6 separate regions of the Mus musculus genome follow, and regions 2, 3, 4, 5 and 6 are each linked to region 1. The links are chromatin contacts, called in public Hi-C, HiChIP or PLAC-seq and promoter capture Hi-C maps. All regions are on one chromosome and are shown on one strand. The core of a region is the stretch at or near the end of the contact, and the rest is flanking DNA. Distances in the headings are between cores, read along the strand shown.

Region 1 (4,749 bases), core at 1,442-3,941:
ATCGATGTGTACTTCATAGCACTTTTATGTTGTTTTATTGTACAGATACTAAATCTAAGATTTAAAAGTTTCATAATTCTGCCTTAAGCGTGCTTAAAAACTTTTTGTACAGATATGTAAACAACTTTTTGTTGATGTTTTTCAAGACAAGGTTTCTCTGTGTATTCCTGGCTGTTCTGGAACTTGCTCTGTGGACCAGGCTGGCCTCAAACTCAGATCTGCCTACCTTTGCCTCCCGAGTCCTGGTATTAAAGGCGTGTTTCTACTGCCTGGAGTGAACAACCTTTTAAGAAAAGAGTTGTAGCTAACAGACACTGTGAGTGCTCACAAAACTGAAGTGGGCTAGCTGGGCAATGGTGGTGCATGCCTTTAACTCCAGCACTTGGGAGACAGACACAGGAAGGTCTCTGAGTTGGAGCCTAGCCTGGTCCAAGAGGACAGCTGGGACTACACAGAAAAACCCTGTCTTCAAAACCAAGTGGGAACAGACCATGCTCTTAACTGCTGAGCCATCTCTCTAAAACCTTACGAAAGCAATCTTTTTTTTGGTGTTTTTTGAGACAGGGTGCTACTCTTTAGCACAGGCTGTCCTGGAACTCTATTTTCACATTCATTGACTGTCATAAAAATATATTAATAATTTCTAGTAGCACCCACTAGATTCTGAACAGTAAATGTAGGTCACTTGTCCCCTCAGCTTTTAAACCTGTTTCTTGATGTGAACTACAAATCAAATGAAAAAAAATATGTCACCATACAACACAGAAGGCCCATGAAAAGCAAAAGGAGATAATACTATCACATTTATTTACTGAGGGTTGTAACCCTGGCTCTCCTAGAACTCACTATGTAGACCAGTCTGGCCTCAAACTAAGAGATCCACCTGCCTTTGCCTTCTGTGTACTGGGATTAAAGGCGTGCACCACCATACCTGGCTAAGTCATCTATTTACTGATATATGGTCTTCTTAACTACCCAGGCTGACCTGGAGCTTACTCTACAGCCCAGGTTATCCTGCTACTCTGATCTTCCTGCCTCCGACTCCTGAGTGCTGGGATTGCAAATGTGTGCTATCACATCTGGTTCCATTACCGACTTTACCCTGACAGACAGCAAGAGACTCAGCTGAGTACTACCTGGGAGAACCAACTTAGGAAATAGTAGTTTGTTGGTAAGGGACCCGTGTGCCCCAAAGTGAAAGAACAAAACCCTTCTGCTCAACGAGACTCGGGGGAAGAACCGCAGAACTGTGAGAAGAGCAGCGAGGTTGGCTCTTCACACAAACCTTCCAAAGAAGGAAGTTGCCTTTTCTTACCCCACTACTAAAAACATGAACGACAGGCTCATTTCCAAACAAACTATGGTAAATAATCTCCAGAAGGAAATCTCTGCCAAAGAAATTTAACATTTTAATTGATGTGCTATAAATAGAACACTGACAACCATACATTAATATTCTTGCTTTGATAAACTAAGCTTCCAGTCAAACTGTCAAATACAACTTCAGGACTCCCTGCAACAAAACGCCCAGTTTGCTATCTTAAGAAACTGTCTTCTTTCCTTTGGCTTACAGTCTACACCATAGAAAATTGAATATAATACAAAACAATTTACTATCTATCCCAGAAGGCTACAGAAAACTGAACCACTGTTAGGATTTAATAATACAGCTTTAATTTCTTGGGCACTTTTGATCATATAAATATATAAATCTTAACAAGGAAACACTGTTCACTGTAATAAAGGCCATAAAAATAACAGCTCTGCCGTATTGCACCGATAAATTAATTCAGTTGGCTTCCCCAGGTCCCCACCAAAGAGCTTTCGAATCCGAACTGGAAGACATAGAGACCTACACTCTTGGCATCGAATACTGACGATGTCAAGTCGTTTGCAGAAAATAAACTTTAACCTTTCACATCCCGGCATCACATACGCCAGTTCACAGGATTTCTTAACACTTGGGACAAGAGTCTCGCTGGAGTCCTCATGCGGTGGAGGCGCACACGCTCAGAGCTGCGGTCTGTCACCGCAGCCAGGGAAGTGGTCCTCGGTCCGAAACAGGACTGGCGGCTCGTACGCCGCGCGCTGGGGCCCGCTGGGCGCCGACCTGAAGAGAGCGGGGACGCTGATGGTATGCAGCAGCCTCCGGAAGGCCCGCGGGAAGGTCCCCAGCTCGGCTTCGGCCTTGGCGACCTGCTCCTCCATCCTGGCCACGCTGCTCCCGATCATCCGCACGAAGGCCTCCAGCTTGTCGATCCGGCCGTAGATGCGCCTCATCTCGGCCGCCTTAGCGTGGATCCGGGGCACGCCCTCGCCCACCACATGCGACGAGTCCCCGCGGATCATGTCCAGCATGCCCACGAACTCGTCCACCTTGGCCAGCAGCTCCTCCAGGCTGGCGTCCAGCGCCTCCACCTCTGGCCTCGGTCCCGCGCTGGGCAGCAGGCTGGAGGCGTAGCCCGAGGCGGCGCGGCGCAGCAGCGGCAGGTCGCGGCCCGGCGCGTCCTCGGGGCCGTCATCGTCCCACGGCCCGGACGCGCTGCTGTGGCTCTGCGAGACGTGGCCGCTGTCCCCGCTCCACGCGGCGCCCAACGGCTCGGCCTCCTCGGTAGAGACCTCTCGAGACAGGGTTCCGACGGCGGGTCCTTCCTCCATGGCCCGCTCGGCCGCTTCCGGTGCTGAGCGATTGCGTTACGGTCTGAGATGCCTGCTTCCGGCGCCTCCTAAAGACGTCACGCCCCTAACAAGTAGCCAAGCCTACTATCCACATGCCCAGAGAGCCCGCAGTGCTTCTGGCTGGCTTGTCGGTGCGTTCGTAGTGTGTGCCAGCAGAGTTTGCACAAGTTAGTAATCCAAAGAGGGTGACAGACGATTAGAGGATAGATAGAAAGATGGGTAGATGGCAGATAGATAATAGATGACAAATAGATTAGACCAGTGGCACAGGCCTTTGGTAGCAACACTCAGGAGTCAGAGGCAGACAAATCTCTTAAATTCAAGGCCAGCCTGGCCAGTTTCACGCCACCAAGGGTCCTGTAGTGAGGCTCTGTCTCAGACAGACAGACAGATCAATAGATAATGGAATGATAGGTAGATTGGTGGTAAATTGACAAATGATAGTGTCAGAGAAATACATTGAAGCAGAGCTGAGGCTGTCCATACCGTCACAGCAGGTTACCTCTGTTGCTCCACCTGCCCTGTAGCCAGCCAAGGCTAAATCTCCGTAGATGGAAGGATATTCCAAAGCCCTGTCTAGGAACTGGGGGACTCCAGGTGTTTGAGCTCAAGAATAATACAAAGAACTTCTCATTTTTATTATTAAAGGAAGCAAAATATGAGGTGACATTTATGATTAGTTTTAGCAAATACAAGTACAGAAAATATACCTGGTGTTATCATCTTTGGTCTTGTGAAAAGAGCCAAGAATATCCCTCCTATTTGTCTTTCCCACAGAGATAACGGGGACATGCCAGGGCATTTCCTGCACGTCCTTGCGTATCCTCTTATCACAGTTTATGTAATTCTTTCTAGAAGGCCACCTTGTGGGAAGAACATCCCACACAATGGCCTATCCGTAGTTCACAGTAAGTTCACAGCTCTCTTAGACTTGTTCCCACATCTATCCACTGTGTAGTACCCACCAGCACCCATGTGAGGCTCCAGCCTGCCTCTTTTCCCTTACCAGCGATAGCAAAATAAACTGTAAGCAAAAGCAAGAACAGTGGAACACAAAAGTCAACCTAACGAGTGGTCATCTCAGCCTCCTCACAAAAGAAGTACTCTCACCCAAGCATGGATTCCATCACAATGCTACCAGAAAAACAAACAAACAAACACAAAAACAAGGTAGGAATAAATTCTTAATATTCATAGAAACATCCAAGGTGGCGTCTCTGAGACCCATGCAGTCTGGCAGGTCCTTGGGAAACTTAGGGCCTTATTCTTCAACATTGTCAAGTGAAGACAGGCATAAAGTAGAGATGCCCTTGTCTTGATGGGATTTGTAGTGGGTATTTTGTCCAAATGGCCTGGACCCCATTGTCAGGAGACGTAAACCAGATCCCCAATAGGGAACAGTTAGGAAAAGTGTTGGCTGTTTACTATTGACATACTCATACACAGGCAGGTACCCACACGCATCCTGCAAAAGACTGGGTGGTTGGAGTTTTGTTAGGTGTTAAACACATCCTCTCTCTGGGTAGAGCTCACATGACCTCTTTTCCCACTGGGAATTAGGAATTAGAGAAGAAAAACAACTTTGAGCAACAAAATAGAGAAAGCTACAAGCTGCTTCAGTTCTCCATCATGTCAGTCCATCTGGGTCAGCTGACTGGAGTCTATCGCTGTGAACCTGAAACACATCGCGGGGAGAACTTGCCACGGAGACAAAGAATATCAGCCTTTCATAGCCCAGGATTAAAAAATAATAATAAAGAAAAAAATACTAACTGCTCTTAAAAATGCTACTTCCATTCCAGGGTTGGAGAGATGGCACTGGCTCCTGAGTTCAATTCCCAGAAACCACTTGGTGACTCACAACCATCAGTAATGGGATCTAATGCCCTCTTCTGGCATGCAAGTGTAACTGCAGATAGAGTACACTTTTTTTTTTTTTTTTTTTTTTTTTAAAGGCTGCTACTTCCTTAAGCCACTGTCCTTGAGTGGCATACTTGCCTTTTAGAAACACCTGGAAAGGCTTAGTAGCCTTTCCTTAGCGTCTTTCTGGTTTATTCTTGCCTATTTCTC
Region 2 (4,749 bases), core at 1,482-3,981, 680 kb before region 1:
ACAGGGGCAATAGATTTGGAGATGGGACCTCAGGACTTTGAGCGATCTGCTGCCAACCTCTGCAGACTTTTCCAGCAGAGCTCTAGGCTGGGGGCTGGTGAATTGGGATGTGAGGTCTTCAGGAGCTGGACAGGGTCCCACTCGTGAGCCAAGTTGGTCCAGGGGCTCTTGATGCAGAGTTTAGCCTGCTGCACACAAACTCTGCTTTCTCCAAAATGGAGACTATGTGAACAGCCCCCATCTTTACTCCCAGGGCATGGCATGTCCTGAGTCTCAGCTAGCCATGCTGTCACGTGGAGCCTGATGGGCGTCACCTCTGTACATCCCCGCATGGGGTGTGTGTCCTAAGACTTGGCAACTCAATGTCCCCTATCTCTAAGCTTTGCTCCCAGCTTACCAAAACAGCAGCTGTGGTAACATTTGGTCCCACCCTTTGAGGTATGGAGCCCTGGCTGAAAACTTGGAAATGGCACACATTATCACCTGGCAGCAGCTGCCTACCCTAAGAACTAACCTGTGTGGATCCATTGTTGGTCACTTGCATCAACCCACATAAGAAAGATTACATTTCCCTGCCCAGGACCCCCCAGGGCTCCACCTGGCTGGTATCTGTGGACTTCAAAAGACTGCCAGGACAATGACCTCTGTCACCTTCCTGACATGAGACTTGCCCAGTTACTTGCCCAAAGTTACTGGCTGGCATGACACAGCCCTGCCTAGGGAAGGGGAGCCACCGAGACCCAGAGCCATCTCAGCCCTCAGCCAGGCTGGGTGGGGCTATGCAGTAGGAAAGACTCAGTGCTCAGGAGCTGGAACAAATTGCCCTTTTAATAGAATTCCCACAGAGCAGGCCTCCTCCACTTCAATTCATCCCCAGCGGGAAACAAGTGTGCTTCGAATTACAGCACATCAGAACACAGGGAGGTCGGTGCACAGGGCTGACCATGGAGGATACACCAGTGAACAAGAGCCCAGCTGAGCGGCACCACTGGGCAAGGAAGCTCAGGGGCACCTGTGACTGTGACCCGCTTACCTCCACTGAGGTCCTGAGCTTCCACGTGGACCAAGTTTGGGTCGTCATCCACCCCAGACACAGCCCTGGAAAGGAAGAGGTTGAAAATGGTATCAGTGAACGGGTGGCTAAAACCTCTCCCTGGGCTTCCACTGACCACAGTCTCTCTGGCTCTGGGGCTAATCTTGTTTTGTGAGTCTAGAAGATACAGTCCTCCCCACTAGACCTTCAGGGTCCAAATGGGAGCCTCGATGAAGCTGGATAAATCTGCCTCAAGCTTGGGGGAGCTCGTACTCACTTGTTTATAACATTGTTTATATGATTCACTTCTTCCTAGGGGTCTCACGCCCCAGCTGAGACACAGGCTGGGACTGCTGGCCCAAGTCCCCACAGAGAGACAATCAGAGGTGCTTAGAGATACTCCTATGGTCACACATCCCTGACAGGCTCACTGGAGGTCCAACTAGGGTCTGGATCTGAGTGGCTGCCCTCTCCTTCATCTGGCAGATGACTGGTCAAGTTGCCCACCACAGGATGCAGGGGGGAAAATCCCTTCCAAGTTTATACCAAGCCTGTGTGTTGGCAGAGGCTCTGTGAGAGCAGTTTTCTTCCGTATCATCCTTATAAACCTATACCAGACGCTCCTAAGCCACGGCTAAACCTTACATCTCATAGGCCAAGGGTTATGTGACTTGCCCAAGGACACAGGTGCTGTACAAGATGGTCTGAAGCTCTCACCAGGTCTGTTTGACCCAGAATTCATACTCCTTTCAGAGTTCCCCTCCTGGTGAGGTCTGTGTCCCAGGACCCTATTGAGAAGCCTGTGCTATGCCTCCAGAAGGCAGCCACAGGATATCCTGAGAAGTACTTCAGTATCTCCAGGAGCCAATGGGACCTACTCTGCCAGCACCATATCAAGCTCTGGTGATAGAGATCAGTAAGACATGGGCTGAGAGCTAAGGAGTCAGGAAACTCAGGCTGGGACCTTTTGCAGCTGGTACACCCCATCTTCCAGACTCCCAGATGTGCTCATTTATATAGGAGAGACAGGAAAAGAGCTAAAGAGTGAGGGGAGGGGGTGGGGAAGGGGAGGGAATGGGAAAGGGAAAGGAAAAGAGAAAGAGGAAGAAGAGAAGGAGGGAGGGAGAGAAAGAGAGAGAGAAAGAGAGAGAGAGAGAGAGAGAGAGAGAGAGAGAGAGAGAGAGAGAGAGAGAATACACATGGGCAGGAAGCTTCCTTTTTGGTATAGAGGCCGCAGGAACCCAGGTAATAGCTACACACACTGGTAGGTCCTGGGAGCAGGCATTCCAGGTGCTCTGGAGGCCTTTTAAAGATTCATCCACCTGCTCATTCATTCATTCATTCATCTGCACCTCATTCATTCATTCATTCATTCACACATTCATTTGCTCACTAACAACAAGGCATCAGCCAGGGTCTGCCTTTGTTTTACTCTGAGGCTGCTGACCGCCAAGGGGAGGTGACAATCCAGACAAGCTCCTTGCTGCACACCCCTCAGGATCTCCTTAATGAGCCAGTGTGTTGTGTAGCTTCAACACTGCTAATGAGCCAGGCCTGAGATAGAGCAGAGGTCCTGGTGCTTTGTGCTACAGATCCAAGGACAAAGCTGTCAAAACAGCATTATCTATTGCTCACAACAGGGGCCGTCCCTTGTCTGTCACCACATTCCAGAGAGGATCCAACCAGCTGTGCTGCCAAGCATCCTGTGACTCTCCCACATAACAGGCACAGCCCCAAGCCACCAGAGAAGCTTGTGGGCAGAGCCAGTCTGATTTGTCCAAGATAATAGCAGCTTGAATGTTAATTCGTTCTTCCCCATATCCCAGGGCTGGCTTCTCTCTAGCTAGAGAGAGAGTATCCATGAGCTGGTCTGGGACCCCCTTAGCCTGGCTTGGGACAGGTGACAATGCTACAGTCTCCCTGAGGGCTTCATGTCTGTGGAGCTGGAGAAGTCAGACTTCCTGACCTCAGTCCCCACTTTCTGACCTTAGCCTCAACTTCTAAGGAGTGACTTGAGGGACAGTTTCTGCTTCCCACAGAGGACATCAGGGTTGGGCCTGTGACTGACAGCAGCCATCTGGTTTCAGGATGTGTACTCCAGTGGGTTGCTACAGAGGGAAAATCATCACTTCCTCCCAGGAGCAGAGGGCACAGACGTATAAGGAGCCAGTGTTCAAAGCCAACATGGGAACTGGATCCTTGCAAGCACAGCATGAGTTATAAGGAGGTGGGATGGGAAGCGGGTGTTTGTACCGTGCATCTCACTGGAGACAGGGCAGTGGCTTGGCTGGAAGGCTAGTACAAAGTTTTATGTTCATTTATGCTGAGACAGAAAGGACATGAAAGTACATGTATGTGTGTACATGTGTGTGTACATGTATGTGCATGTGTATTCATGTGTATGTGTGTGCATATGGGTGTATGTGTGTGTATGTGTGCATGTATGTACTTGTGTGCATGTATGTGCATGTGTGTGTATGTGTGTGCATGCAGCAGAAAGCCTGTGAAGGTAGAGCATGTCTGGAAAGGGACTCATGCTCACAGCCAGGTACAATGTGGGCCCTGAGCCAGCTGCCCTGGTTTCCTGTCTCCCTTTTACTGCCTGGGACCTTAGGCAGATGCCTGTCCTCAATGGTCTTATTCAAACAGTTGGCCTGTGCTCCCTGGACCTCAGAGCTGCCTGACTGGGATGGTGGGGCTGGAATGATGCTCAAGTCCCTGAGGGGCTCCCAGAAGGTCATACAAATGGGGAGCCAGCACCCCCTGGCCTTTGTCTGGAACCTGAGGCCCATTCCACCTTCATTTACCCTCTTGCCTGTTTCATTCCTCAGAGGCTGCTGGGTCTTCAGTTCCTAGCAGGACTGAACATTGTCATATTGTGGGCAGGAAAGTAGGCCTAAGCAGGCAGGGCCTGGGCATTCCTGGAACAAGGGAGGCTGCATACAGGTCACCTCTCAGGAGAAGGTGGGAGCTGAGTTGGCAGGGAGTTGGAAGGAGGGCAACCATGAGCATTGAGCTACCCTGAGCTGTACTGTGGCAGGGTCCCTGTGTTTCCAGTAGACAGATAGATACAGAGGACAAGGTGGGGCCTGAACGACACAAAGCCACACAGCCTGGCTATGAGGAAATTAGGCCTGAGGGATGCTGAGCCCTGGATACCTCCAGGAACACACAGAGTGCCCTAGTGATCCCCTGGAGTGAGGAAAGGAATAAAGACTCCTGTGGAAAGGACTCTCACCAGAACACGTGGTCCTTGGTCACCCGTTCCTGCAGAAGTGTCCACTTCTTTCCCAGGTCCGATGACACATACAGCTGCAGGGCAGACAAAAGAGAGACAGAGCTTTGGCAGGGAGGTCCGAGTGACAGTGATCTGCTACAGAGCTCCCCCAAGGGAAGTCACCCTTGTCCTGCAGGCACACTGGAGCTGCAGGCTAACCAACAAGGGCTGAAGCCAAAGAGAGCCAAAGACTTCCACTGCATGGAAGTCTTCTCACCCAGGCAGCCTGGCAAGTGAATTCTTGGGGATGGACAAACGACTAAATCCAGAGAGTCGCTGGGGGGGTGGGGTCCCTCTCCTGGTCCAGCCTGGGGTGGCACATGCTGTCTGACAGATTCACATGAGACCCTCTCTGTCTCTTCCTTCCATCCTCCAGCCCTTCTCAGGATTTCCCTCTGTGGGACACTTCTGCACAGGACTTTGGTGGCCTCATTGGACA
Region 3 (4,749 bases), core at 745-3,244, 620 kb before region 1:
CTGTACCCACAGATGCACAGAAAGGAGGCTCCCAGCTGCTGATAGAACTGTCTGGTATGAGTTTTCGGTGTTTCTCTGGTTTAGCACATTCATCTTCTGTGATCACATGACACCCAGTCTCCTGCCTCAAACCGTGGTCTACAAATAGAGCAGGGTCTCAAGAAAATCAAAAATGATCCTTGGAGAGCCATTGACACTGTCCAGAGAGGGGACAGAAGTTCTGGGCAACACATGTACATTTCAGTTAGTGGTATGCACATAAGAGTAGATATTTGTGTGTCTCTGTGCATAGAGCAACTCCACATATGTGTGCACAGACATGTGTGGTGTGAATGTGGCCTGGAGCATGCAGCCCAGGGAATCCTGCAGAGCTGAGCCTTGCAACACTGACTCTCAAGTGAGGCTCCCAGGCTCCCTGGGGAGCTCTGAGGGTGTAGGCTGAGAGTCCCTCCCATATCATTCAGTGTCCCTGAGGCTTTCCCCTTATGGTAGCCGTCTGCAGCTGCTGTCATTGACTCCAGAATCCACTGCCTAGAATGTCACCTCTCCCCACCCCCGCCCCCAGCAACCACCACTCCCATGAATTCCTGAGGATAATACATGCCTGGATGCCAAACTTAAGCACACATGTTTCAGTGGTGTACACTGGGGCACAGGGACTGTGTGCTCGTGACTTGGGTGACACTGGCAAGAAGTACAGACCCTGTGTTGCTCCCTTATTTTGCGGCTACCCCAGCCCAACCAGAAGCACTAGAGGACAGGAGTGTGGGGCTGGCCCCAGATTACAATTTCTTCACAGAGGCGGCTTCACACTATTCTCCTCCCTAAGCTCAGTACATCACATACCAGAAGCCTCCCAGAATGGCAAACAGGCCAGCGAGGCCAGGTCTTGGGGAGTGGATGGGTGGTGAAGTACAGTGAAGGTCCCCTCCCTGATACCTGGTGGCAGAGGGTGGGCTCGGGGGACATTGAGGAGGATTGGCTCTGCAGCAGGGACTCTGATGAGCTCAGCATCTATGCGACAGCGATAGTGGAGGAGACAGAGCTCCTTGGAAAGGAGCTGGAATCTGAGGAGCAATGCCGAGCCGGCAGAAGGGGGACGTTGGAGCAAGATGCAGGGTGAGTGGCTGGGGCCAAGAAGGCACTGAATACAGGTAAGAGGACTCAGGGGGTCAGCTTCTAGACTGATCCCAGCCATTGCTACATTCTCTAGAGCAGTGGTTCTCAACCTGTTGGTTGTGACCTTTCTGGGGGACTCTTTCACAGGGGAGACATATCAGATATTTATATTACAGTCATAACAGTGGTAAAATTACAATGTTGAAGTAGCAACAAAAATAACCATGAAGTTATTATGGTTGGGCATCCCACAACATGAGGAACTGTATTAAAGGGCTGCAGCATTAGGAAGGTTGAGAACCACTGATCTAAGGGTTTCTTTACTCTGGGAAGGCTGAAGGCTGCAGCTCCCAATGCCAAGCTGGTGGTAGTAGCCCCTTCTTGAGCAGCAGATCCTCGGGGTGAGGGGGTGGAAGCATCTGTCATGACATGGATGTGATGAGGTGGCCCCTTCTTGGTGATTCTTGGACACAGTTTCTCTTTCTCCCAAATGCTGTCAGAGATCGAGAAAGCCTGTTGGAGCCAGCTGGCACCCTGGCTCACATCATGTCATCACAACAGGAAAGATGGAGTGAGGACTACATCTTCCCTGTATCCCAGCCCACTCCCTGCTGGGATAGCAGTCATCACACACACACACACACACACACACACACACACACACAGACTGGGTATTTTGACCTGTAACTTTCCTGCAGAAGTTGCAAGGAGACTTTGTTCTTGAATACTCTTTAGAAACCTGAACCGCATCCTAGGACCCTTTGGCTCATCAGCCACAGCTGTTGATGCCAGGGCATCACAGATGCGGGCCTCAACAAGAAACATGAGGTCCATGGGGGATCTGCCAGATGCACCGTCTGTGAGGCAAGCTCTGAGCTACAGTGGCTTCCTGCTTCTGAGACCTACCCCTTCATAGCCCTCTAGCTCATTCTACACAGTCCAGTAATGCTCAAGGCACCTGGAAGGGTTTTGTTTGTTTATTTACTTATTCATTCCTTTGTTTTGTTGTTGCTTTTTGCTTTGGGTGGCTCAGGGGTGTTGAGATGCTAAGAGCATTGTGAGAGCAAGTTGCCCTGACTCTGACGCAGTGTGACACTAAGCATGTCATCTCACATGTGGATCTCGGGTTCTAGCTCTATTTTTTAGTAACAGGGACTGAAGCACTTCAGAGGAATGGCCAATTCTGGACTTGGCAGGCAGTTGACACAGTGAGCCCAGAGCAACGGTGTGGTGCCAGCAAATGCAGAAGTGTGCTCAAAGCCAGAATAAGGCTCATAACGACAGGCATCTGTTCACAGGGACCAAGAGCCAGCTGACAGAGCTCCCCACAGCAAGCGCTAGGGTGATTTAAACAATAAAATAAATAAAGCATTATTGGATTACAGCTGAGGAGGAGATAAATATTCATGAGCCCACCCTCATGTAAACAGCTGATTGAAAGAGTAAATAATGAGGGAGGAGAGATGGGCCTGTCTTTACATCGGCTCTACAGACCCTTCCCCCGCTGCGGGAGCATTACCTACACAGGAACTGTGCAGCTGGACTTCCTAACAGGAAGTGTGGTACCCAAAGGAGTCACATTTATCATGGAGAAACATGGCAGGCACCTGCTCAGGCCAGGGACCAAGGTCAGCATCATCAGAGGAATACCCTGAAGACAATGGCATTTAAGTCATAACAAGTCCTCAGTGAGGGACACTGCAAGACACCCTGGTCCCACACTCGAGGTTATCAAGGGTCAGTCATCAAGAAAGAAAGTCAAAAATCTGGCATGCCCTAGTAAAGCTTTAGAAGACAGAGAGTGGCCACAATGCAGTGCCCACAAATGAAGATAGGCACTCTGGCCAAAGCCAGGGCATCTAACTGAGGCTTCAGTTAATCACAGGAGTCAGGACCAAGTACTTTGAGACACTGGGATAGACACATGACCACTTTCTACACTGCTGTCACTGTTATTCTATAAATATAAAATGGATGTTAAGAGTTAGACCTCTGAAAGAGGCACATGGCAGTCGGGGAAGGAGGCTCAGTGGGGAAAAGCAGTTGCATGAAGACCTAGGTTTGAATCCCTGGTGTCCATATAAAATGTTGGGAGTGGCCACATGCCTGCCATCCCAGCAATAGTTTGGGGTCAGAGAGATAAATGCAATGGGGGCCTGCTGGCCACTACCGTAGGGGGAATGGTAAACGCCAGGTTCAGAGAGAGACCTTCTCTCAAGGAAATTATGGAGGAGGACACCCACCATTCTTCTGGTCCCTACATACCTGAGAGCACACAAGGCCATGCCACAAGCTGACCAGTGAGCTGAGGACCAAAGAGCCTCCTGAGAGTTAGGCTGTGAGTGTCCCTCTCTACTTCCAAGAGACACAATGATATGTGGAAGTACTGAGCTGAGTCACTCCAGCTCTGATCTGTTGGGGGACCACTGCCACGCACTTCCTTTACTTAGCAGGGTGGTGGCAGAGAGGACTGATGTGTGGCTCCCTTTAGAAGCTCAGTTATAGCAGCAAAAACCATCACTGTCCTGGACATATCTCTATTGCCACCAGCTTCATCACAATCCTCCTCATCAGGTCCTTCCAATCACCATCATTATCACATCAGGACCACTGTATCAGCATCCTTACAGTGTAATGTCTCCTCCTGCCTCTTCATCATATCCTCTTGTTTTTCACTTCCCCTCCCCTCCGATCCACTACCCTCCTCTCTCCTCTCCTTTCCCCATCCCTCCTCTCCTATCTTCTCCTCTCCCTGTCTCTCCTCTCTATCCTCCCTTATCTCTAAGACAGGCTTTTAATATGTGACAAAGGCTTGCTAGAACCTGCAAGTCTCTGTCTCCTGAGGGCTACGTTCTTCTGATGAGAGCAATTTGGGGATTTGTTCCTCCCCCTCAGTACATCCAGGGGGGCAGGGATTCAAGTCTCAAGGGTGGACTGTAAAACTGTTTGAAAACAGTTGTTTATTTTTAAAACCGTATCACATTGATCCTCGATCAGAGGAATAATTCAGCTTGAGCCAGCACAGTCTCCATCTCATACAAGAAAAACAACAGGAGGCTGTTTGCCTCCCTCGATGACTTGTGGGAGGGTGGGTTCATCTCCAAACCCTGCTGCCTCTATAGGAGGGAGCCAAGGGCTGTCCTACAGTCATGAAGACTAGGAAGACATGAGCTATTGATACAGGTAATTGGCTCTGTTGATCCCACTGGAAGCAAGCAACAGCCCAGAAGCTGGGCATGTTTCATGTCCAGTATAAAATAAATGTGCATAAGATCCATGGTACCAGAGGTCAACACAAATCTTCCCTCTGTGAGAAGGTGCTGAGAACATGCCTGTTACCAGGGAAAGAAATGCAGGTGGATTGGGTTCAAATCCTGCCAACATACTCCCTAGGCCATCAGCTCAGACAAGCCCTATGATACTGAGCCTGGTTTCCCAACAGGCATGTGAGAAGCTGCCACCCAGGACTGCTAGCCCATCAGCACTGTGTCCAGTCCTCTGGAATATGACCTTATGTGGATAGAGCTCTATGGGGTGACTGTAAAAATGAGGTTATAAGCATGGACCCCAAACCAGTGCATAAGAAAGAGATTTAGGCATAACATGTAGAAGATAGTGTCTTATGCCCAT
Region 4 (4,749 bases), core at 1,263-3,762, 570 kb before region 1:
CTGGTCCTTCCTGAGCCTCAGCTAGGCAGGGACACCATAGGCATCTCAGGCAAAAGGGCCAGTGAGGCACTGAACCAACGTGAAGCTGTATCCCACTGAGGGAGCAGTTAGGCAGAGGAGAGGGCCCAGGGTCCCAAATGACAAGCTGGGTGCAAGAGGCAGGTGGCCCTGCCCTGCCTCAGGGAGAGCCTTCCCACCTGTTTCCCCTCTTCTTCATGGCCACAGTCCACGTGGCACACTTCCTGTCACATAAAGCTTCTTCGTAGCTTTCCCCTTTTGTGAGGGTACAGTGTTTCTCAGAGTTTGAGGGTTTTGTCATCTTGGCACTCAAGTCCTGGGATTGACAGAATTTCACTGATGAACTCACAAGGGTCATCCTTGTCCCGTTACCCTAATGTGCTTTAAATGGTGATTGTGGCTGATCTGAAGTAGGCCAAGCAGCTGGGACATCTAAGGAGGGAATGTGGAGTGAAGCCCATGTCTTCCTCCTCCCAGGAGATTTTCTGCCTTGAACTAGAGTTCCTAGGGCATCACACACCAAGCTGACACATCCTCTGTGGATGGGAGGAGGCCTGCCCCAGTGTTGGGAGTGGAGACCCTGTATCCCATGTGCAGGATAGGCAGTCCTCACTACAATGACCCTGGCTGCTCATCACGGCCATACTTTTCCTCAGGTATGGCACATGCCACTTTGGGGGTGTTAGTGGGGTAGAAGTCATCACTGTGCAGTGTCACTGTGCAGGTCACCAAATGCCATTTTCTTTTACTGTTTCATCCCTAATTCTTACAAGCTCCATAGCTAGGGAGTGAGATCCAGCCTTGGAGGGAAACCTGAGGTCCTTGACTCTCAACGATATGGGGCTGGATATTGCATCTCCAGCAAAGGGGTGCTTGGCTCTCTGGCTCCTGTTCCCCCTTGAGAGTACCTTCGGCTCACTGCTATAGTCACAGACACAGCGACTGCATGCCTGTGGAGTATTTCAGGACAAGAAGGAAGGGTCTGGGCTGATTAAAAGGAGCACTTTCCCACCTGAAGGGTGGGGACACTCGGGACAGGCTTTCAGGAGGAAGTGGCAGCCAAGTGACCTGATCAGGAAAACAGAGTAGTAGAGGCCACAGCAGATGGTGGCATGTCCTTCTCTGAGGGTCCTGGAGCACCTAGAGTCCTCCCAGCTGGTGAGAGGAAGTGTGGTAGGGTGAGAGGAAGCTGAGCCCAGGGACCTTGGCCTCATGCGGAACCCAAGGCCATGCTGGACATAAATCCCTCAGGCAGGGCTGGGCAGGGAGGAGAACCCACCCGATAGACAAGGAGTTCTTTCCTACCCAACCCATTTTGTGGCAGGATGGTAGCTTGGTCCATTAAACCATACCATTAAACAGAGCTGTGTGGAGGTTGGTTCTATGTGGGGGCCTCATTACTGTCATCATTAGCTTCCCACAGCGAGGCCACCACAGTCCAGAGCCAGCTTTAATGGGAACTGGCTAGGCCGGGCCAAGTCAAAGCTCCCTCGGCTCCATTACACAAAGGAACTCCCCATCCCTCAATAGCGATGGGGCTCCCATGCTCATGAAGACATTCTAGTGTCGCTGTCAACTGGAGATTTATTTCCATGGTCCTCTTACCAAGCACAGTGCTGAGCTCCCTGGCATATGGTATGTATGATTTTCATGCTAGGCTTGATAGACAGCTTGCCCGGCATGTTCCTCCAGCCTTGGGGTCAGCCAGCTGTCATTCTGACAACAGTTAATTAATTTTCAAGATATAAAGATATAAAAAGAAAGGTTACTGTTAGTGACATGCACACAACGGCCAAAAGCAAGTACTCACAGACACTCTGCTAAGGGAGCCTAAGGAGTCGGAGGCCAGTCAGGTACCATGGCAAATAGTCTGCAGCTGATCAAGAGATGAGCAGGGAGGCCGGGTGCATGTCCCACAGAGCCCCAGCCTAGGGGAAGCATGATCCTTAAAGGGATATTACCAACATGGGATGGGGTGTCCAGGGGTACATGTTGAGGAAAGCCTGGCTCAACCCGGGGCACTCCAGACCATTAGGCCGTAGCATCTAGCAGGAACTTCTTTGAGATGGTAAGGGGCAGATTCTGCTTGAGGACAACAGGGACCTGGGCTTCTGAGTTCAGTGGTGGCCTGGGCTGAGTCGCCACACTTGCTGTGGCTGTCATGGATGTTTTTTATACAGCGACACAAAGGTCTACCACTGCATTATTTAAAATCAGACATAGCCGTATATCTCTGTCATCCCAGCATTCCAGAACCGGAGGCAGGAGGATCACTGCTGCTTTGAGGCAATTCTGGGTGGGTGGATGGATGGATGGAGGATAAATGGAGGATGGATGGATGGGTCTATGGTGGGTGGGTAAGGAATGGATAAGCGAGAGCACATGGAGATGGAATGGGTGGAGGATGGACAGATAGACAGACCCTGCGTGCATAGTACAACTTCCTGTGTGACCCTGGTATGGTGGTTTCCATTGGAATGTCCCCTATAGGCTCAGATGTGTGGATGCTTAGTCACCAGGGAGTGGCAGTATTTGAAGAGGCATGGCTTTGTTGGAGTAGGTGTAGCCTTATGGAGGAGTTACGTCACTGAAGGTGGGCTTTGAGGATTCAAGAGTCCATGCCAGGTCCAGTCTCGTGTTCTATCTCTGTCTATCTGTCTCTGTCTCTCTTTCTATGTCTGTCTGTCTCTGTCTGTCTGTCTGTCTGTCTACCTCTCTGTCTATCTCTGACTCTCTGTCTCTGTCTCTCTTTCTATGTCTGTCTGTCTACCTCTCTATCTCTGTCTGTCTCTGTCTCTCTATATATATCTGTCTATCTCTCTTTCTATGTCTGTCTCTCTCTTTTTCTATGTCTGTCTACCTCTCTATCTATCTCTGTCTATCTCTCTTTCTATGTCTGTCTCTCTGTCCCTGTCTACCTCTCTATCTCTGTCTCTCTCTGTCTCTTTCTATGTCTGTCTGTCTGTCTGTCTGTGTCTCTCTGTCTGTCTCTGTCTGACTCTCTCTCTCTCTCTCTCTTTCTCTCAGTACAATGCCTGCATGCATGCCAACACACTCCCTGCCATGATGATAATGCACTAAACTTCTGAAACTGTAGGCAAGCTCCCAGTTAAATGCCTTCTCCTCTGAGGGCTGCCTTCATGATGATGTCTCTCCACAGCAACAGAACAGTGACTAAGACACCTAGGAATCCCACTGGGCCTATTTCCTCATTCGGATTAAGAGGAGGAGTCATTTCTCCCCTGGTCACCTGTCTATGGGGATGGAACCTACTGACTGTGACCTCACTACATCATGGTGACCTATGACTTTCACTCCCTTTTTTTTCCAATAACTGAATATCAGGATCAACCAATAACAGCTGCCCCTCTTTTGTGACAGGCTCCCAAGAGACCACTGGCTGTGTCTGCGATCTTCCCATAGACGTTGGGTAGGGGAAAGGGTGCATTGCCAGGCAGCCCTGTGGTGAGAAAGAACCGAGTGCTTTGGGAGAATCACAAGCCCCTGCTGAGACTATGATCACCTGGGGTACTTTGCAGACAGACGGGGACCTCATTGCAACCCGACAACATTGTCAGCATTACTGGATGGGCCCAAGCCTCACTCACATCAGAGCTCTTAGGGGGACAGTGTGAGCTAGCACTGGGAAGACTCTTGCTTGACTCACCAGCCTTGGGGCTAGAAGAGTGTGATGGGACACAGGTGCTTTGAGAGCGGGGCAGGTCTGAATTCTGAATGGGACTTGTTTGGTGGGTGTCATGCATGGCTTGCCATTCTCATCAACTCTCAGCTCAGAATCAGGATATTCCCTGATGACTCTCACAGCAGGCAGCACTCAGAACCATGGCTGTGAGATTCACTCCTGAGCTTTGGGCCTGTCATTCAGACCCTGGGTCTGACTTGCATCATCAAGATAACCATCCTGTTATCTTCATCACTAACACCGCAATCATCACTTCCATCACCAGCATCCCCTTCACCACCACCACCACCACCACCACCACCACCACCACCACCACCACCACCACCACCACTACCACCACCACCACATCATCATCGTCATCATCTCATCACCACTGTTACTGTTACCATCATTGCTCCATGGAACACCCACTGTCAGACTCCAGCCTTCTCATTTATAGGCAGCACTCAAATATACCTTCACAACAACTCTTCAAGGCAGTGTTGGTTATTTCTCATCTCATGAATGAGTACATGGCAGTTCAGAGAAGTTGACTGACTTGTCCCAGGTCACACAGCAATTCAGTAGAAGAACAAGGATCCCAACAGTGATAGGTCTGGTATCCTAGGTGGGGCTTTGACCTAGAAAGGGGAGGTGCAATGTCCTGGCTCAAGCCCTAGCTCTCAGGGAACAGAGTGAGCTTTCTGCAATCCAGTCACCATACAACACTGATTTGAGACGCTGTCCATGGGCGGGAGGCTGTGCTCGGGAGGACTGAGGACCTGAGCATATGATGGACACAGACGTGAGGCGGGCCATCTGGGGAGCACAGCTGTGTGCTCACACTGGGGTGGACCTGCAGGCCTTGGGGCTCAGACTTGGATCCTGGAGTCACGGGGCTAGAACAGCTCTGGGAAGCTGAAGCTTGAAGATAGCCTTGTTCCATCTGCAGTGCAGGAAACATCTCTGGCCCCACAGAGTAGAAACCTGCATGGGAAGACAGGCTCCCAGTGCCATGGCAGCAAGGGACTTAAGAGAATGTGGGATGG
Region 5 (4,749 bases), core at 664-3,163, 540 kb before region 1:
TGTGTGTGTGTGTGTGTGTGTGTATCAGATGAACAGACAGATAACTGGGTAGATGAATAAATAGATGGACAGAAGGATGGATGGACAGGATAGATGAGTGGATAGGTAGACAGACAGATGGATGGGTAGGTGGATGGTTGGATGGATAACAAGAAAATAGGTATATCGAGAGTAAATAAATATTATCAGTATACCTGGGAAAGTAAGTCATTCTCTGAACTATTTCTGCCACTGTCTTCTAAGTTAAAAACTATATCAAAATACAACAGAGGCTCTAAGTCCTGAGTTCCTGAGCCTGCACTTACTAAACTCATTAGATGATTTGGGCTGATGTCCTTGACAGCCTGTGGGTAGTGCTTCCCACCAGCGAGCCTAAAATCCTGGGACTTTCAGCCATCCCTCAGCCATGACTCTGGGGAAAGGGCAAGCGCTCTAGATGAAATTCTTCAATGAGATTTGTCAATTCTTGGCTGTAGGCTCAAAGGTCCCATGTTCTGCCTATCTCTTCTTGCTGGCACCTTCCCCTAAGTTGAGTCCTAAGGGATATACTGGTATGGAGCCTTCCTGGGTTCTGTAAGACTTCCTAATAGCAACTGAGCTTAGAGAGGGCCATGGGAACCCTGATAGAGAGGTAGGTGGAGAGGTTTGAGCCAGTGCATAGTCTGAAGCCCTAACTGTGGGGTCTGGATGGACTCTGGGGAGTGGTCAAAACTGAGTCAAATGGAAGATCACACAAATGGCAGGCAAACGGAGTTGATTGTAGGGTTGAAAAAATGCCTGCGCCCCAAAAACAAAGTGAATAGTGAGTGGGTGTTCCATAAACAGCAACTGGGTAAGGTGCTGGGGTGAGTCAGCCCGGGCCTGCCCAGGCAGGTCTAGATAAAAGCACTTTGTTTTAGTTCCACCTCTGTACAGCTTGACAAGCTGGCCCTGGTGGCCCTGCAGCTAAGAGAACCCAACCTCTCTACTTCACCAAGCCTGCTTCCTCCACTGGCCCAAAGGAAGCAGAGACCTTAGCAGTCAGTCATCTAAAGGGCTCAGCGAACCTCATTCCATATTCTCTCTGTAGCCCGTCCTCTTGGGAGGGCAACAGGAGGCACCATCTGCATTCTTTGTGAAGCTGTTGCAAAGGCAGCTGGGATACCTTCCCACATAACTGGGAAGTGGATTCCTTAGGCACCCAGAACCCCAACGTCTGAGCCACAGATACCCATGTGTGGGACTCACACCACTAAGGCATGCAGGATTTTCATAGAGTTCCCAGGGTCCCTGATCTGCCCACTCCCGTGGAAGCTGGGAGCTGCCTGTCAATCAGAACAGGTGAGTCTGGCTTCAGGGTCCTCCACAGAATCAACAGGATGAGGCCGTGGCCAGCTGTGCATTTGCCTGATGCCAATGCTCTTGCTTAACGCTTATTTCCAAAACTACAGAAGCCAACAGATGACCTAACCGTGAAACAGAAAACCCCTTTGTATCTGTGAGCCTCAGCAAACATCATGCGCATCTGCTAGGGACCAGCCCACACATGGCCTCCCATAGAAGTCTCCAGAATAAGGCTCTGCATGCCAGCAGCCTTCACCCAGGCATTGTGGGATCAGTAGTCCAGTCAGTCCCTGGACAGTGGGGCCTTAGGACCAGAGCCTGTGGCGGGCATGTGGCCATGAGGCCCAGTTAGAAATAAGCCACTCTAGGAATTTGGTTCTTCTGGGCCTGGTGTGACACAGAATAGAAGCTTCATTCCCAAAGAAGCTAGACTTTGAAAATAGGGATTATTCAGGGAGAGAGAGGGAGGTAGAATGGCCAAGAGGCAGAAGCCAGAGAGGACGGGCCAGCACCCAGGCAGGTGGGGCTCTGACTCAGGTTGGGGAGGAGCAGCGGGCAGGTACCTTGCTGAGCAGGCTAGACAGGAGAGCTAGTTTTATAGCGAGAGCCAAGCAGAGGGAGCAGCCAGTGGAACCATGGGCACTATGCTGTGCGCTCTGATTCTCTGGTCTGGCCTCCTGGGGGCTGCCAGGGCCAGCCCCATCTCAGTTCCCCGTGAGTGTGCCAAGGGTTCGGAGGTATGGTGTCAGGACCTGCAGGCAGCTGCAAAGTGTCGGGCCGTGAGGCACTGCCAGAGTGCTGTCTGGAACAAGCCCACAGTCAAGTCCCTGCCCTGCAGTGTGTGCCAGGATGTGGCCGCGGCTGCTGGCAATGGGGTGAACCCAGGTGCTACAGAGTCGGATATTTTGACATCAGTAATGAAGACCTGTGAGTGGCTTCCAAGCCAGGAGTCTTCAGCTAAGTGCAAGTGGATGGTGAACAACCACAGCGCAGCTGTCCTGAGCATGCTCAGTGGCGCTCAGGAGACTGACCTGGCTTCTGTGTGCACTGCGCTCACCCTCTGTGAACCATTACAGAGGCACCTAGCTGAGACTACCTCGGAGAGACCGCTGACCCAGGAGGATGCAAATGAGGTGATGGCCCCATTCTTATCCAACGGGGCGTTGAGCTTCCACCCATCACAGATGCCTGAAGGTGCTGTGTGTCATGATTGTGTCCAGCTGATCTCCTTGCTCCAGGATGCTCTAGAGTCTAATTTGACCTTGGCAGAGGTAACTGTCCAGAATCAGTGTCAGTCCATGGGGCCTGGCCTGGCTGCCCTCTGCGAGAACTACATCCACCGGCAGTTTGTCCCTGCTAAGCAAACATTGCAGGGTCTCCCCCCACAGGAGGTCTGCAGGAAGGGGGGCTTCTGTGAGAGAGAGTCTGCCCACTGGCTGACTCGAGTGGCCGCTGTGGATGGAGTCCCCTCTCTGGAGATGGAGATGCCGAGGACGAATGAGTTGCAGATGCAGTTGGGCCTGACGTGCGACGTGTGCTTGAACTTGGTCCAGGAGCTGGACAAGTGGCTTGTGACCAACAGCACAGAAGCTCTCATCAGCCACACACTGGAGCGAGTGTGCACCGTAGTGCCCGAGCCTCTAGTCCAACAGTGCATCACCCTGGTAGACACCTACAGCCCTGAATTGGTGCAGCTCATGTCCAAAGTCACCCCAGAGAAAGTATGTGAGACCATCAAGCTGTGTGGCAGCAAAAGGCGGGCCAGGTCCATCTCCAGGGCTGTGGCAACCACACCATCCCTGCCGGTGGATGAGGAAAACCAGGGCAGCTTCTGCCAAGGGTGCAAAAGGCTGCTGGGCATGTCTTCCCAGAATCTGGACCACAAGAGCACCAAGCGGGACATTCTGAATGCCTTCAAAGGTGGCTGCCGGATCCTGCCGTTGCCTTATGTGATGCAGTGCAACCGTTTTGTGGCCGAGTATGAACCTGTGCTCATAGAGAGCCTCAAGTTCATGATGAACCCCACGGACCTATGCAAGAAGATGGGGGCCTGCCACGGCCCTAAGACTCCACTTCTAGGCACAGATCAGTGCGTCATGGGCCCCAGCTTCTGGTGCAAGAGCCCAGAGGCCGCTGAAATGTGTAATGCCCTGGAACACTGCCAGCGCCTCGTGTGGAAAAAGCCCGTCTCCAAAATCAACGAGCAGCCATGACCGTGGCCACCAGAACCCAAAGTCTGCCCACCCGTAGGCTTCTGCCTCCCAAGGGGACCCTATGAAGTGGGTGTCACCCCCATGTCATAGATAAAAAACTGAGGCTCTGTGCAGGTAGGGCAGAGTGGAGCTGACCTTCAAAACCATGATTCCCTAAAGTTGGGCAGTGTCGTCTTTCTGTCTCTGTCCTATCTGCCCCCTCTACTCCTGCTACAAATGGGGAGTCTTCTTCCCCCCTTGCCCCAGTAAGCCACCCTCTCCTGTCATGCTGTGATGCTGATGGCCTGGAGAAACCCGTCAGCGGCCTCCCTTACAGGGTGAGAGCAAGTAGGTAAGGGTAGGTAGGTGGAGGGGACTGTCACTAGTCAGTATAATGGCTCTGGGGTGGAAATTGGGTATTCTCAGGCTAGGATCTCTCCAGCTGGCTCCCAGTGGTGCAGCTGGGACATGAGTGACTCTGGACTTTTCTGAGGAAGGGTCCTGAGTCATTGGCTACCACCCAAAAGGGACACTTGGACTTTATATGACTCTTGCCCATATCCTGTCCCACCAAGAGGAGTTTGTCTACTCACCCAGACTTGAGCCGCCCTGGTGCTAAGCAATCTGGGGTGTACTTAAAATCAAAAAGAAAAAAAAAACCCTGCTGGGTGAGTCCTGGGGAAAGCCCTGAGGGGTGTGGAATGGCAGTAGCAAGAGGTCCACCCTAGTCGTCTGCTGAGCCTCAGTTTTCTAATCTGTAGACTGGGAGGATCGTGCCTGCCTCATAGGGATGTTAAGACAGTTTTAAGAGATGTCCTCAAGTTCTTTCACTTAGAGACTAGCACCCAGTGACCTACCAGGACCAGCAAAACCTATCTTGGGGATCGATAGGGTCTCTGGGGAGCCTGATCAAACAAGTTTATATAAACTAGATGCTTTCTCCAAACGACGTTTGCTGTTGTTATTCTAACAGAAGAGCATGGTCCCTGGGGCTTCACAATCCCTTCCTCGCAGCCTCCCATGGGTGCTCCTCCAGTGGGAAGGCTTGCCTATCTCAGGTGCCCACTGCTTGCTTTTCATTCACAGTCTTCAGTGCCTAATGAGCCCCTCACAGCCCCTGGATGGATGTCTTTGCATAGGCCTCAAGTCCAACACAAGACCTGCTCACAGTAGATGTTCAAACATCTGAGGCATGTGCGCGTGAGGTCCTGTCAGAGCTCGCCATTGCCTAGAT
Region 6 (4,749 bases), core at 1,012-3,511, 520 kb before region 1:
TTGGGGTCCTAGAGATGGCTTGGTCCCCTTTCAAGGAAAGGAAGGGATGACAAAAGACTTAAGCAACTTGACAGAAGCAGGGGTATACAGCAGTGCCTGTGTCATACAGAGGAGACCTGTGACCATGAGAAGGAACATACCATCTCAGGAGGGCATCGAGTAATGGCCCTATAGCCCCTGAATACAAACAGGCAAGGTCTGATGATGTCAAAGATTTGCAGGGGTGAGTGACCCCACTGGCAAGCTGGCAAGATAAAGAGAGGAGACATCAGGCAGCCCTGCCCTATATCTGCCTGGAGAGGCAGCCCAGGGGGTTCACTATGGCTCCCAAGCTCGCTGCTAACCCTGACTGGAATACCAAACTCCCTAGGCATCAAGATCACCGCTCCATAATGGAGAACGCACACATCCGAGAGGATCCACATGCAACGTGAGGAAATTACCAGAATGAAGTCGAGAACATAAATCAAATGCCGGGAGCGGGATGATGCTATTCATATCAATTTTTAAAACAAGCTCATGTTTGGTTGTCTGATTACAGAGAGTCACGCATTGTCCTGAACCAATATAAATTGTGATTTATATGTTGTCGTATGTGTTTAAATTTCTGCTTTATAGGTAAGCTATAAAGCAAACTGGAATGGTCCACCCCAAGCTTAAGATGGAGATTGCTTCCAGGTAGACGCTGGGGAGAGGGGTCGGGGGCGTAGCAGAAGGGCAAAGGGTGAGTTTCATCTGAATCTATTGCTGTCTTTAAGAAAGTGTGACCTCTCCTGCAGAGAGGGAACCATTTAACATCTATGAACTAAGCTGGGTGAGGCCCTGCTGTGATGAATAGTGACACCCTGAATTCCACTACCTTCCTGGGGTGTACCTGCTCTCCCATCTGCTGACCCCAGGAACACACAGGACATCAGACTAAGTACCTCAGAGGTAGATTAGGAGGAACGGATGGAGATTTAATGTGCACTAGCCCGCCTCTGCCACCGCTCCCCAGGCTGGTGTTTTACGGCATTCTGCACTTTTCTCTATATGTCAAAGATTCCATAATTAAAGAGAAGCCAGGGGAAAGGGATGCTCTCCACCCCCGACAGAGAGGACAGGTTCCAGCCAAGCCTGGAGGGGAAGCCCGGATCATCCCACTCCAGTGCCACTGAGGCTGCTCCTGGCTGCCTGTGTAGCAGGCCCCAAGGTCTCATATACCTGTGGGATGCCACAGGGGTGGCTCTGGTAGAGTCCTCTGTCTGGGTCGTGGAAGTGTGGCCCTAATTCAAATTCACCTTCTTCAATAGCTACCTTCAATGTAGATCCTGCAGGCTGTAACCCAGGCGGGAGGGCAGGAGTAAGCAGGTAGACCATAGCCAGCTTTCTCCTGGCTCAGAATATGCCCTGCCTCCTTTCCCTGCTTGACAGCATCTGAACTGACTGTATTCTTGGGCTTCTCCAATAAAGACCTCATCAACATAAAGAATCTTCAAGATCCCAGGAGTGTTTCCCTAAAACCACACTATCTCTATGACTCAGGCACACATCCATGTATCCACCCATCCATCTGTCCTTCCACCTATCCACTCATCAACCCACTTACCCAGCTATTGTTCCATCCGGCTAGCTACATACAGACACGCATATGCACACATACACATATACACACATCTATATACCATCTATCCATCATCTCCATTCATTTGTTCACCCATCTGTCCACCGACCCATGCATTCAAGGCCAACGTGCATTCCGAGCACCAGTCAGTACTTGGTTATGGCATCCTGTGATCAACTGTATGGCCTTGAGAGGTCTCCGTGCTCATGACTTGTGTTCTAGTAATAGCAGAAGCAGTATAAGCAAGGAAACAGAAACTTCCATGAGAGAGGTAACAAAGAACCTTGCCGGGGGTGGGGGAGGGCTCTGTACACTGAGTGGCCTCCTTAGGGAAGCTGCACTAACTAGATGAGGATAAAGTCAGGACTGAGGGGCAATGCTAAGTGCATGCCAGACAGGAGCCAGCACACACAGACACCTACAGACACCCGGGTAAAGTCCAGCTTGACCAGATACTACCAGTGGGCTGCTTAGCACTGCAGAGACTCCCAGGTTGTCTGGAAGCAACAGGCCTGTTGTCTTATGGACAAGCGGTATCGGAATTTCCTAGCACTTGTTTAGAACGCAGCCTAAGGTCCCACCTCAGAGCCTGGCATCCTGATCAGCATATCATCTACATTCTGAGTCCTGGGCAGAGATGCAAGGCTGAACTGGTTTCTCTGCACCAACCACATTCACTGGGGTAAAACAGCACCCCCAGGTGGCCAACACTGGTTCTCGACGGGCCTGAAAGATGTGAATTCCACATTAAAAAATACATGTAGGGTCCTTCAGTGAAACTTCAGTTATGTGGGAGGCCATTAGGAAAGCAAGTTTTAAAAGGCTGGGGACAATAGTGGGGACAAAATGCTGAGAACATGAACCCCAGGCACTGTGCAGGGGCTCCCGAGAGGCTGATCTCAGTGTGTCCGTAGGGCTGGCCGAGTTTTAACACTCAAAACCCATTCCTGGGACCCATTCCATTCTAACAGTCTGTCACGACCTTGACTGCCTCTGTGCCTTGCCTGGGGGTGGGGGTGGGGGCTCCAGAAGCATGGAAGGGCCCAGCAACACTCTCCCAGAGAGGAGGGTGGGTGGTAGCAGACACAACACTGTGCTGTGAATTTCTCTTTATCTCATGTTACAGCGCTGTTATAGAGCAGAGACAAATATCACACAAAACCCTCAGAGACCAAGAGCACCCGCATCCTCACACCCCTGTGGTGCTCCAGCTCTGCCTGCCAGCCTCCACATCTGGATCATCAAGGGGTTTCAGTAGAGGGTTGGAATGGCAGATGTGAGCCATGAGGGGGCACTGAGTCCATCCATGGCACCAGACTGTGTGTTTTTCAAGTCCATGGGTCTTCTGGGAAAGGATGGGCGGAGACACGGTAGCCAGCTGAGGAGGGCAGCCAGGATCTAGCCATGGATGAAGAGGGACAAAAAGAGTGTGGCTGGGGAACAGAGAACAGGGCAAGAGCCAGTCGCCATTTAGAAAACCAATGGCATCCCCAGAGCTTAATGACAGAGCATGTCATGGGTTGAGGGGTAGCTCCCTCGAAGAGATATTCACGTCCTGAACCCCATAAATTACCAGGGGTCTTTACAGAGGTGGCTCAGTTAAGATTCTCGAGATGAGATGTCCCAAATTGTCTGCTCAGACCCTAAATCCAGCAGCCACTGTCTTTAGAAGGAATACACAGCGAGACAGCCATGTGGAGGCAGAGGCAGGGGGGCTGACTCAATAACTCAGCTGGTAAAGTGTCCACTGTGCAAGCGGGAGAACCCGAGTTCAATGCCTGGAACCCACGGAAACAATGCAGACACTGGGGTACACACTTCTAGAGCTGGGGAAGTGGAGTCAGGAGTATCCTGGGGTTTGCTGATCAGCCTGCTTAGCCCGCTGGGCCAGCTCCAGGCCAGTGAGAGATTCTGCCTTAAAAACAAGACGGCAACAAAAGCGACTGTCTCCAAAGGAACGGCACTGAGGATTGACCTTTGGCTGCCACAGGCACGTGTGCACGGAGGCACGCACACCTGCACACTGTGTCCACATGCACCTGGGCAGTATTGTCACATGCGTATCAACACACAGCAGCAAGGTCTCAGTGACACAGCCACCAGGGGCTGGCAGGGACACGATGACCTCCTTTCCCAGTCTTCAGGGGAAACACTGCCCTGTAACGCCATGGTTTGAACCCTGGAGAGTCCCTGGCTGTTGTTTTAAGTTCCCCAGTTGTGGTCATTTGTCCCAGTAGCACAGTAGCCACTGTGCCCAGAGTTTTAAGGATGGACAGAGTGTGCTGACTCTAGCTTGAATGAGGAAGCCTTAGGTAGGCCCTGTGAGCCCAGAGAAAAATGAGATAGGAGACTTCAATTCCCTGGTGCCAGCCAGCAGGTCCTAAGATGCGGATGTCTCTCCCAACCTAGGGTACTGTTCACAGATCCAAGTCTGGCAGAGGATGCAGAGAGAAGGTGCTGGTGATGGGTCAAGGAAGCCCGTGAGGGAGAGGCTGCTGACGTGAGGCCCATTAAACACAGAACAATTAAAAATGCATTCAGCTTCGATTTCCCAGAGCCATTTTCAGAATGTAAATACCAGACCTGTCATTAAAAATGTATTTATTGTGATTACACAGGAGAATTCTTGGGAGGATCGGTGTGCATTCAGTAAGTGTGTATTTAATAACCCCGCTTAATACGTGTTCTCCAGACACTGGCACCTGAACCATACATTCCATGGGCCTCAAGTGCAGACAGCACGTAGGCAGCACCCAGAAAAGCACAAACAGTGTGTTCTCATCCTCTCGGTACCCTTTGCCCTGTCCCAGTGTGGGGAGAAATACAAGAGCAGATGACATTCCAAAGAGAAAAATATGATCAGAGCAGCATGGAAACTGTTCCTCGCCAGGACTCGAAAGGATGCTGGAATACTGACAAATGGGTAAGGCTTAGATGAAATGTCATACTAGTGCTGTGAGCATCGGATGCTCCCCAGGTGGGAGCTGGGAGCACTGGACCCTCCCCAGGAGGCCAAGGCCTGGAAGAATCAGCTCAAAGGCCCGTAAGCAGCCAGGAAAGTAATGGCTGGGCAGGCCTCACAGTATGCAGAGTGGAAGCCTGGTTTATGAGCAACAGAGAAAGGAATGCAAAACTTCAGCTCCAGG

What was found. Promoter capture Hi-C pulls out the DNA fragments that hold promoters and counts their contacts. Hi-C and Micro-C count contacts between places; a contact is called where the count stands out from the background. HiChIP or PLAC-seq counts read pairs in DNA pulled down with a chosen protein or histone mark.
Region 2: a promoter capture Hi-C map of hippocampal neurons shows a contact between it and region 1, with 3 times the contacts expected there. The contact joins the enhancer-like site here to the promoter of Bloc1s4 in region 1. A contact is called at or near these places in 6 of 39 promoter capture datasets (the 3T3-L1 cell line, 3T3-L1-derived adipocytes, hippocampal neurons and 2 more) and 1 of 115 datasets of contacts at active chromatin or transcription factors (pancreatic cancer cells).
Region 3: a contact with region 1 is called in a promoter capture Hi-C map of hippocampal neurons, with 2.5 times the contacts expected there. The contact joins the enhancer-like site here to the promoter of Bloc1s4 in region 1. A contact is called at or near these places in 2 of 39 promoter capture datasets (hippocampal neurons and pre-B cells).
Region 4: a FOXA1 HiChIP or PLAC-seq map of pancreatic cancer cells shows a contact between it and region 1. The contact joins the enhancer-like site here to the promoter of Bloc1s4 in region 1. A contact is called at or near these places in 2 of 39 promoter capture datasets (embryonic stem cells and pre-B cells) and 4 of 115 datasets of contacts at active chromatin or transcription factors (embryonic forebrain, large pre-B cells, pancreatic cancer cells and 1 more).
Region 5: a contact with region 1 is called in a promoter capture Hi-C map of hippocampal neurons, with 2.2 times the contacts expected there. The contact joins the promoter of Psapl1 here to the promoter of Bloc1s4 in region 1. A contact is called at or near these places in 1 of 39 promoter capture datasets (hippocampal neurons) and 2 of 115 datasets of contacts at active chromatin or transcription factors (embryonic forebrain and large pre-B cells).
Region 6: a contact with region 1 is called in a Hi-C map of pro-B cells, with 5 times the contacts expected there. The contact joins the enhancer-like site here to the promoter of Bloc1s4 in region 1. A contact is called at or near these places in 1 of 39 promoter capture datasets (hippocampal neurons), 1 of 484 Hi-C or Micro-C datasets (pro-B cells) and 2 of 115 datasets of contacts at active chromatin or transcription factors (embryonic stem cells and large pre-B cells).

The regions. Positions count from the first base shown.
Region 1 is chr5:36,745,988-36,750,736 of GRCm38.p6, forward strand. Bloc1s4 (biogenesis of lysosomal organelles complex-1, subunit 4, cappuccino) reads right to left here and starts at 2,692. Exons shown (of 1, transcript NM_133724.3): 1 at 1,387-2,692. The coding sequence starts at 2,658. The coding sequence ends at 2,011.
Region 2 is chr5:36,067,055-36,071,803 of GRCm38.p6, forward strand. Sorcs2 (sortilin-related VPS10 domain containing receptor 2) reads right to left here. Exons shown (of 27, transcript NM_030889.2): 5 at 4,272-4,345; 6 at 1,034-1,098. Among named protein-coding and RNA genes, the nearest start is that of Gm52811, 16 kb to the right of the region's middle. Within about 2 kb of position 2,732, at least 62 of the 459 cell types and tissues checked have an H3K27ac peak or open chromatin away from gene starts, as enhancers often do. A contact at or near this core is called in pancreatic cancer cells, where this site is marked.
Region 3 is chr5:36,128,242-36,132,990 of GRCm38.p6, forward strand. The region is part of intron 3 of Sorcs2 (sortilin-related VPS10 domain containing receptor 2); the gene reads right to left. Among named protein-coding and RNA genes, the nearest start is that of Gm52810, 16 kb to the right of the region's middle. Within about 2 kb of position 1,995, at least 37 of the 459 cell types and tissues checked have an H3K27ac peak or open chromatin away from gene starts, as enhancers often do. A contact at or near this core is called in hippocampal neurons, where this site is marked.
Region 4 is chr5:36,180,904-36,185,652 of GRCm38.p6, forward strand. All of the region lies in intron 2 of Sorcs2 (sortilin-related VPS10 domain containing receptor 2), which reads right to left. The region is part of intron 1 of Gm31945 (a long non-coding RNA gene); the gene reads left to right. Among named protein-coding and RNA genes, the nearest start is that of Gm31945, 3.8 kb to the left of the region's middle. Within about 2 kb of position 2,513, at least 15 of the 459 cell types and tissues checked have an H3K27ac peak or open chromatin away from gene starts, as enhancers often do. A contact at or near this core is called in pancreatic cancer cells, where this site is marked.
Region 5 is chr5:36,202,108-36,206,856 of GRCm38.p6, forward strand. Psapl1 (prosaposin-like 1) reads left to right here and starts at 1,914. Exons shown (of 1, transcript NM_175249.3): 1 at 1,914-4,461. The coding sequence starts at 1,959. The coding sequence ends at 3,536. The region is part of intron 2 of Sorcs2 (sortilin-related VPS10 domain containing receptor 2); the gene reads right to left.
Region 6 is chr5:36,221,695-36,226,443 of GRCm38.p6, forward strand. The region is part of intron 2 of Sorcs2 (sortilin-related VPS10 domain containing receptor 2); the gene reads right to left. Among named protein-coding and RNA genes, the nearest start is that of Psapl1, 20 kb to the left of the region's middle. Within about 2 kb of position 2,262, at least 10 of the 459 cell types and tissues checked have an H3K27ac peak or open chromatin away from gene starts, as enhancers often do. A contact at or near this core is called in pro-B cells, where this site is marked.